3 separate regions of the Rattus norvegicus genome follow, and all the other regions are linked to region 1. The links are chromatin contacts, called in public Hi-C maps. All regions are on one chromosome and are shown on one strand. The core of a region is the stretch at or near the end of the contact, and the rest is flanking DNA. Distances in the headings are between cores, read along the strand shown. Region 1 holds the start of Sdad1 (SDA1 domain containing 1). Region 2 overlaps Art3 (ADP-ribosyltransferase 3). Region 3 overlaps Art3 (ADP-ribosyltransferase 3).

Region 1 (3,003 bases), core at 275-2,774:
CGTACGTGCACATGCACAGACTTATGGTTAGACAAAAACACGAATATACATAAACAAACAAACAAGTGTGTGTGGCTCCATTTCTGGATAAATCACCACCCACTAGGCTGCAAACATCAAGATTAGGAAACTTGCATATGGAAGTATTCCTCTAGTAGAACACTAGCCCCCCTCATGAGCACTCTTGATCTAACTATCCTCAGGTCTTGTCCATATATAACTATAGATTTCTTTTGATTTGGACTCTAACACGGTGGCAGGTGGCCTTGGATGAAGTTGGTCTAAGAAACTGCTTAGGTTACACAGAATCATAACAGCTTGATTCCTATGTTAGCGTAAGACTAGTTACCATCCCACAGCTGTTTACCCCATCTGTGTTTAGAATTAAGAGTTGCCTGGGGGTGGCAGTGGGCACATGCCTTTAAGTCCCAGCATTCCCAAGGCAGAAGTAAGTGGATCTCTGAGTTTGGAGCCAGCCTGGTCTACAGAGTGAGTTACAGGACAGCCAAGACCACACAGAGAAACCCTGTCCCAACGGCAGCAGTAACAACAAAGAAAATCAATTTAACCTTCACCCCAGCTCTTTCTAGGCATATTCCTCATGGATTTTTCTTCGAACTTTAGTTATGTGTGTGCATCTCTGTGTGGATATGTGTACTGTGAGCACAGCTACCTGCTAAGAGCACACGTTTTCTCACACGTTCCTAGAGATGGTTGAGAGCCACTGCAGGTTGCAAACTGAGCCTGGGTCTGCTCCAACAGCAGTGCTAGATCTTAGTTGCTGAGCCATCGCTAGTCCCTGATCCTCATTTTATAATATAGTGTCTCACGTATCCCTGGCTTCTCTCAAATTCCCTGTGTAACTGAGGATGACCTTGGAGTCTCAACCCTCCTGCTTCCTCTTCCCTAAGTATTCGGGTTGCAGGCATGAGCCCACACACCCAGTTTATGGGGTTCTGGGGAAGAAACCAAGAGTGTCCTATGAGATCGGACACCTGAACCAGTTCCCAGGTCCTTGCTTAATTTCTGTTGTTTTTCTTGAGATGGAGTAAGCCTCAGGCTTGCTCCAAACATATAATCCTCCTGCCTTAGCTCCCAATGTGGGGAGATCTGGGAGGATTTGGAGAAGGAAAAAAACATGATCAAATATATTGTATAGAAATTGTTTTCAATGGAAAAGAATGTTGAGATAATGAAACCTGTTCAAGTAGGTGGAAGAAAAACAGAGAGGTGGAGAGAGAGAGAGAGAGAGAGAGAGAGAGAGAGAGAGAGAGAGAGAGAGAGAGAGAGAGAGAGAGAGAGAGAGAGAGAGAGAGAGAGAGAGAGCGCTTTAAATTTCAGTTTGGTGATAGTAGTAGCGGTTGCCCAACGGCAGGGGGCGATAGCGTGCAGACTCCTACAAAGCATTGCAGCAGGGTGGAGAAGTTTGATCCTCTGTGACTTCCGTCGCTCGGTTCCGCTGGCGGAGTGTCCCACGTGCTGTTTCCGGGTACCCTAGGAAACACGAGTCTAAGCAGCCGCGGGCACCAGGCTGAGACTGACAGAGGCCTACGTTTTCCAAGAACTGCTCGCCAGGGAGCCTATCTACAGCCACCATGTCCGGGAGGAACAACAACAAGCTGCCCAGCAACCTGCCGCAGTTACAGAACCTGATCAAGCGGGACCCGCCGGCCTATGTCGAGGAGGTGGGACAGGGAGCCGGCTCACCGGGATGCTCCCGTGAGCTTCCGGGGGCTCACGGGAGGAGACGGGGTATTGGGAAGGAACGTTCCTAAGGACTTGTTTCCCACCACTTGTAAATATGCTTCCCTGCCAACACTGACCCCACCAACACTGAAACACACTCTAAAACCTGTTGCCTCCGGGTTTATCCGCCCGCCTCCCGGACGTGGAGACGGGTGGAGAGGCTGCCCCCAGCCGTCGGCGGCCTCGAATCTAAAACTCCAATTAGCCCTTAACATACAGTGATGAGTCGTGTGTTAAAAAGTGTTTTCCACAGATGGCCGCTCCCGAGTACCCCAAGCTCTGCCAAGAAGAGCAAGGAGTTCTCAAATGCCAGGGCCACAGTCAGGAGTTTAGAAGATGTAGTTAAGCCACGGTTCAAACTCATTGGGAGCCAGCCTGAGCTAGGTTTGAGAAGATGCTTTGAGGGAAAAGGGCGGTCGAAAATTCTATTAGGCCCAGTTTGTGAGGGACTTGGCACACTCCCAAGTGTGTGAACTAACAAGAACCACGAAATGTAAGCGGCAACTTTGTACTCTTAACCTGGTAGATGGGTTAATACACGCCTTTGTCTTTGCTCTTGTCCCCTTCTACACCTCCCTTCCCAATCCTCCCTGGCTCCCTCCCTCACTGATCCCTTTCCTGTCCCCACACAGCCCCCACCTCTGTATCCACGTCTCATATATTTCAGTTCCCTGCAGCCTTTAAGATCTCTTCTTCCTGGGTTTGACAGTTGGCTCAATGGTTAGGAGCACTGGCTGTTTTTCCAGAGGACCCAGGTTCGGTACCTATAACCATCTGTTGCTCTAGTTTCAGGGGATCCTACACCAGTCTTCTGGCTTCTGAACACTGGGCATATGTGTACACATACATATAAGTAGGTAAACACTCAGTACACATTAAAAAAGAATCCCTTCCTATATTCCCCTTTATAATTTCACAAACATACATTTAAGTCTGACTTCTGCTGTTGAGAGGAAATGGGCTACCTCTCTGAATCTGGCTTAATTTCTTTTCTTTTAATTCGCATTCTTTCTTTTAAAGACTTATTTATTTATTATATATACGAACACTGTAGCTGTCTTCAGACACATTGAAGAGAGCAGCCAGTGCTCTTAACCATGAGCCGTCTCTCCAGCCCTAATTAAGCCCTCCAGCTTAATCTCTCAACATAATGACCTCCTCCCATTGTCGTGGTTTCAGCTCATGACTGGAACAAATAAATATATGCACCACATTTAAATTACATGTTCTTCTGTTGATGGACATAGAGGCTGGCTC
Region 2 (3,276 bases), core at 484-2,983, 66 kb before region 1:
GGGTCTCTGTAGTCCTGGCTGGTGTGAAATTTGCTATGTAGATCAGGTTGGCCTCTTGGGGCAGTCTCCAGCTAAACTCAAGTACTGGGATTGTAGGCGTGAGCTACCACCTGACTCAGAAAGTTTCAAAATACCCAGGTAGCTAATGTTTTTGTTGTTGTTTGTTTGCTTTGTTTTTGTTTTTTTGAGAGTCTCTTGTAGCCCAAGCTGACTTCCAATTTGTCTTATAGCTCAGGATGTGCTTGAATTTCTCATTCTCACCTCCTCTGCATCTCTGCCCTGCCGCTGCCCCTGCCCCTGCCCCTGCCCCTGCCACAGCCTCTGCCTCTCCAGTGTTGGGATTGCAGGCATGTGCCACAGAGCCTGCTTTATGCAGTCCTGTGGATCAAACCCAGGGATTCCTTTATGCAAGGCAAGCCCTTCCCCACCTGAGATTCCTTTCTAGCTTCTTTTCTGTTTGGGGTTTGTTGTTTGTTTGTTTGAAACTCCTCCTGCTTCACCGTGCCTAGGATACTATGGTTCTTTTATTCAGTGCTGTGGGCAGGCCAGGCAGTGAGTGGAGTGCAGGAGGTGTCAGATGCCGAGGCCTGTTCCTGCCAGGGCTTCCTGGGTCGTTTATGCGGTTTTTGGAATGCCATCTGGGCGTGGCCTACCACAGGAAGTCCAGGCTTCCCTGCTAGACACTATCTTCCAGGTAAGCCTCAGGTCCGTAAGCCCTTGTCCATCCACCGCATGTGGCTGTAAGTTACAATATGCATACCATGAAGAGCTGGAAAGTCCTTAGTTCACAGAGAAATTCTGAACCGCTCTTCCAGTGGGTCTCTCACAGGAAAATGTGGATGGATGTACAACGGGGTTCGCTGTGCACATGAAGACTTCCATATCTCGTGGAAAGAGGTGAGTTATAACCACGCATGCCTCAAGGAAGGACGAACTGGAAGAATGTGGAGGCAGGTTCCCCACAAGCCTGCGCTATCAGGGCCACAGACTGAAGCAAGCCGGTTCCTTCCTCTTTGATCCCCACAGTCTCTTCTGTTGTCTTCTTCAGTTCAGCCTTTTTCTTGCTTTTTGTTTGTTCGTTTTTAAGACATCGTTTTTCTGTATAGCCCTGGCTGTCCTGGAACTTACTCTTTAGACCAGGCTAGCCTCAAGTTCAGAGAGTGCTAGGATTGAAGGAGTGAATGACAGTATCGGGTTCCACTTTTACCATTTTTATCTGAAAAACCATTTCTTTCTCCATAGAGTACAAAATGGGGTGGAAAACAAGAAATGGCAACTTGTGTTCAGCTGTAAGATGTCTGAAAACGACAGGGACCGAGGACAAAGCCAGGGGGAGGCAGGACCTAATTTATCCTAGGTACCTTCTAGATAAGAGCTGACCAGGCAAAGAAAGAAGCTTTCCCTTTCAGCCAGCACCCTGTCTTCTTTAAGGCACTATTAAATAAGTGAACCATTGCACAGCCTGAAGGAAAGACTGAGCTCTTCCCTGCACTTCGGTGGTGTTGTAATCAAATGGGCAATTACTGCCTCTGTCCCCAAAGCTGGAAACCCCCAAGAAGTAACTTGTGGGAACGTCGGCCAAACTTAAAAGAAAACTAAAGATAACTTACTGCTTTTTAGAACTGTGTTCCCCTCTGAAACAGGAAACCTTAACTTTTAGAAGAGAGGAAGTAAATCTAGCAGGCAGGGACAATCCCTGTGTGTGAGGGTGGCAGACGGTGACCAGCCTGGGTCTGGGAGCACTGGCTTAGGACCAATACTTGCCTGCCCCCCCCCTTTCCCCTCTCCCTGCCCCTCCCTCTCCCCCCTCCTTCTTTGCCTCCCTTTTCCATTTTATTTCACACAGGGTAAATGAGGGGGAAGACTGACAACAGACTTGGCTCCTGATTTAAAGGACCTCACAAAGTGAACTGTCACCATTTTAGCATCTATAGGAAACCAAGTTCTAATTCCTTAAGGACTGACTCCCAACTTAAGATTTCTTGCACCTGACTGCACCCACAGTCCCTCCGCCCTTTTGTGCTAGTGAGATGTATCTAATTAGCTCTGTAGGCCTCATTTCTTTGTCAAGCAAGTGCAAACTTCAGAGCTGAGTCTTACGCAATCGCCTGTGTTTTCTCTGAACTAAACTTCAACCCTTAACTACTCAACGTTGCTATTTCCTTTTCTACGTTGTTAAGTCACTTAGTTCTTTGACTTAGCTGCCCATACAATCTGAAGCGGCCTGAACACACAGTTAGACAGCTCAGTGGTAGACAAAGGATGGCACATCTTTTTCTTCTGAGATCTCTGCACATGGGAAAGCAAACTGAGAACAGATAGACAAAAAGCCACTTCCAGGTTTGTACTTAGAAAATACAAGAAAGGCTCAGGTGATACTCTTTTAATGTTAAGGCCAAGAAACAACCTTAAAAACATTTGTAGGTGTTAAGAAACAACAACAAAACTGCAGACCAGGAGTGGGGTTGCATGTTAATCCCAACATTCAGCAAGTCTCTGTGAGTTCGAGGCCAGCCTGGTGAATGCCAGGACAGCCACGGAGGCTGAGGCAGGAGGATTATGAGTATGAGGCACAGTCAGGACTATGATAAGAAAAAGAGAGAAAGGAGGAGGGGACGGAAGGATCAAACTAAAAGAGCCAGGACCTCTGTTACTTCTTAAGCAAGTGTGTGCTACGATACCCCACCCTCTCCACAAACTAAAAACACACAAAAACAACAAAAAACAAAGCAAAGCCACAAGTCGCTTCTCTTTAAAAATTTAACTCAACACCCAGGGAGAAAAAGCCGTAACTATAGCAACATACGGGTTCTGCAGTGGCCGGGACTGTCCCGCGCTCTGCTCTGCGTATAAATAGATGGGAAATCTCTTTTACTTTTCTCACCTTCTAAGTGATTAGGGTATTTTTGCCCCAAGAAAACAGAAAGATCGAGATGAATATGTCTGAGCCTATGCATGAATCCGCAGTGACTGATTCCTAAAATTGTGACGGTTATCAAGTCTCTAAGTGCTAATGTATGCATTCTACCAACTTTCCATCTACCTAATTCTTAGAGTAACACACTAGCTAGACCATACACACGCACGTGACAAAAGGCATTCAGGGACATCGAAGCTCTCTTAAAAGTGACAGCAAGTGTTGATTTTACTGTATTTTCAAATGTTTTAGAGTATATCAACTCTATGCCTTACTATTATGTCCCTGTTTCGCTGTGTGTGTTTTAAAACTAAGCAGCTGGAGCACTAAACTGAAACAAACAAAAAACAAAAAACAAA
Region 3 (3,055 bases), core at 541-3,040, 88 kb before region 1:
GTAACTGGAGGAAGAACGTGCTGTTGTGGGTACATTTGCTTAGTGTGCAGGAACTGCTCAGACATCACCTGCTTTTAATTCAGCAAATAAAAACGTAATGCATACACCCTTGGGAGTCACAGGAACCAGACCACAAACGCCTGTCCATAAAAAATTACATCTGACGGTTCTATGACAAATATTCTCTCCTCCAAGATGCCCTGTGGCCAGAACTCATTGTTATGGACAAAGAACAAAGTGGGTTATCCCCAAAGCAGATGGCCAATATAACGGGCTGGGATTACAGTGGCAGCTTTGACACAGAGCTGGGGTCGTCCCTGTGCACACTCCCTTGGAATGTGTGCTGAAGAGCGCTTGCGTCTAGCAAACCAGAGACTTCATTTCAATCATTAGGTCACTGACTTGATGGCACTTCCTAGCTTTCTGCAGAGGACGAGCACTGAGAGGCCTGTGTGGTTAGGAACCGAGGGTGTCCTGCAGCTAAGCAACTGTGCCTTAGTTGACTGACTGTAAGTTAACCAATACTGTGTCCCACCCATAGCCACGCAAGTGAGCTAACAGACAGATCCCTTCCAGCCAAACCTGACTAAAAGTGCTAAGAGATGGCTTCCTCAAAGAACAGAGACAAGCTGGCCCCTGGACAGTCCACCCACAGCACTTCAAGCTTAGACATGTGTCGTAAGCTACTACGTTTTAGAGCAGCAGTTCTCAGCCGTGACAACTTGGGGACAGACGGACCCTTTCACAGGGGTGTCTTAAGATCATCAGAAAACACAGACATTTACATTATGGTGTATAACAGTAGAAAAATTATACTTGTGAAGTAGCAACAAAAATAATTTTATAGTTGTGGGGTCACCACAGTGTGAGAACTGCATTGAAGGATCGCAGCGTTAGGAAGGTTGAGAGCCCGTTTTAGAGTATTTTGTTATGTGACAAAGGGTGGCTCACACGGGTTGAAGGTCAAGCTTCGGTTTGTCTAGGACCCAGATCAGCTATTCAATAAAATACTCACCTGCGTACGGCTATGAGGCCATGTTTTAGAGACACACTGAAGTCTTTATGCAGTTACTATAAGTAAAGAAACCATCCAATATAACCAGATCCAATATATCCAGTGCAGCCATATTTGATCAACACAAGGGCTATGAAGAGAGCTGGGGCTTCCTGAAGAAATTCTACCTGTGAGGAGCAGCTTAAGTCCATGTTTGGAGCTCCAGCTGCTGTGCCCCACAGCCTAATGTGCAGATGCTCGACCTGCCTGGCCACACCCTTACCAGGCCAAGCCGACTTCCTATACCAATCACCCAAGAGTGCACTCCCTTCTCGCTCTCGTCTCTGACACTTCACTCTGAGACAACAGTGATGACCAAATCCAGGCGGTGAGGGTCTGGGAGGACCCTTGTTATACAGGGGTCGCTTCTTCCAAACTGTCCTAGGTATGGACTCATAACGGTGAGCTGTGGGTTGCTTCCCACCTTCCTCACTACATGACTGATGACTGATCTCAGATAGTTTCGAACAACACAGGAGCCTCCATACTCCCAGGAAATGCTCATACGTAGCAATTAGAAACAGTGAAAATCCTATTTAATAACCACTCTGGTCTGGGTGGAATCGTGTTTGTTTTCAGAATACAGAAGGAGTACAGAGCCTTATGTATGCTGGGCAAGCCCTCTGCCTGTATATCCTTAGCCTCGGGGTGGATGTTTAAGAAAAAATCTGGACAGCTCAATAAACTCTCTTTTCCCCTTTCAATGGCTTAGCAGGGATCTGGCTCAGCATGCCACAGTGTCCAAAAATAGCCTACACCAGCTACCAGAGCGCAGAAGCTCCTCTTGCCTAACAAGGCCTGCTTTCAACTAGGGAACAGTTAGTATCTCTGGCTTCCCTGACTCTGGGAAGCATCATTCAGACGGCCCCACTGGACAGGATCATGACTGAAGCAGCCAGCTGCGCCCAGACTACTCGTTAAGGCGTAGGGTTCAGGCGCGCACCCTGTTTCTGTTTGTAAGTCTTCCTCTGTAGACTGCTGTATTTGCACTGCTGGGCCATAAGGCATCCTACAGCTCGGCCTTCCCTTAGGGATGCATGCCTGATCCACAGCTCTCCGAATCCAGTTCTCCAGCGGGGTCACTTTTAGTGATAAGGAGTTTCGTCTGATTACACAGCTGACATCCAGCTTTATCAGGTTCTCCAGAGAAATAACTACGTTGGTTGACCTGCTCTAGCCTCTTCAGACGAAGGAAAAGGCATTTACTCTTTCCCTTTATGGTCTTGGGCTTGTAGCAAGACTAACCAGGAATTAGTCCCTCCATGTCCTAACAAATGGAACTGGTTTCTTGTTGGCTTGCTTTTAGCTAGCCAGGTTTTGTAAGATCCACACTGGGTTTTTATGTTAGAAATCTTAGCAGGACTGTGTCTAGCATGCTAAGTCTAGTAAATGTCCATACCTCTTAGAAACATTGCCTTTTCCCCCTCCAGAACTGTAGTGTTTGTTGTTGTTGCTTTTGTTTGTTTGTTTTCCAGTGCTGGAGGACTGACCCCAAGGGCCCGCCCCTACAAGTGTTTTACCACTCAGTCATGCCTACCGCTGGCCTTAGGAAGCCTCTGACTGTGCATTCCCATGGATTATCTCTAGATGGCAGCAGAGGACGCCAGTTTAGGTCAAGCCTTGAGTGCCTCCTTGGACAGTGCTCTACAAACACGTGGTTTATGGGAGCCAGCACCTCCCCCTTCCCCCGGCCCCCACACCTTTGTGGCTGAGCTGAACATTAGCCTGTGAAATACCCCATCCCCACATCCCACCCTCTTCCTCATTTCCCTTTTACACAGGCTTATGATGTGCCATGAATGTCTCGAGCCCCTGGCTCACTCAGAATCAGTCCGCTAGCTCACCTGTCGTTGTATCCCTTGTTTTATCATTATCCCACTCCCAGACTTGAGATCTGTGGGTTTCGCTGCCCACTGCAGCCCATCATCCAGACACTAGTTACTGAAACATGGTTGGTAGCCAGAGCTTTTATATAACCAGGACCTCCATAGATGGTATTTG

Evidence for each region. A called contact is a pair of places that touch in the nucleus more often than the background predicts.
Region 2: a Hi-C map of liver shows a contact between it and region 1, with 3 times the contacts expected there. The contact joins the enhancer-like site here to the promoter of Sdad1 in region 1. A contact is called at or near these places in 10 of 12 Hi-C or Micro-C datasets (the A7r5 cell line, the Rat2 cell line, hepatocytes and 5 more).
Region 3: a Hi-C map of Schwann cells shows a contact between it and region 1, with 4 times the contacts expected there. The contact joins the enhancer-like site here to the promoter of Sdad1 in region 1. A contact is called at or near these places in 5 of 12 Hi-C or Micro-C datasets (Schwann cells, hepatocytes, kidney and 2 more) and 1 of 1 datasets of contacts at active chromatin or transcription factors (oligodendrocytes).

The regions. Positions count from the first base shown.
Region 1 is chr14:16,024,263-16,027,265 of GRCr8, forward strand. Sdad1 (SDA1 domain containing 1) reads left to right here and starts at 1,525. Exons shown (of 21, transcript NM_001006958.2): 1 at 1,525-1,685. The coding sequence starts at 1,596.
Region 2 is chr14:15,958,243-15,961,518 of GRCr8, forward strand. The region is part of intron 1 of Art3 (ADP-ribosyltransferase 3); the gene reads right to left. Among named protein-coding and RNA genes, the nearest start is that of Cxcl11, 14 kb to the right of the region's middle. Within about 2 kb of position 1,734, at least 9 of the 93 cell types and tissues checked have an H3K27ac peak or open chromatin away from gene starts, as enhancers often do. A contact at or near this core is called in liver, where this site is marked.
Region 3 is chr14:15,936,436-15,939,490 of GRCr8, forward strand. All of the region lies in intron 3 of Art3 (ADP-ribosyltransferase 3), which reads right to left. Among named protein-coding and RNA genes, the nearest start is that of Cxcl11, 36 kb to the right of the region's middle. Within about 2 kb of position 1,791, at least 29 of the 93 cell types and tissues checked have an H3K27ac peak or open chromatin away from gene starts, as enhancers often do. A contact at or near this core is called in Schwann cells, where this site is marked.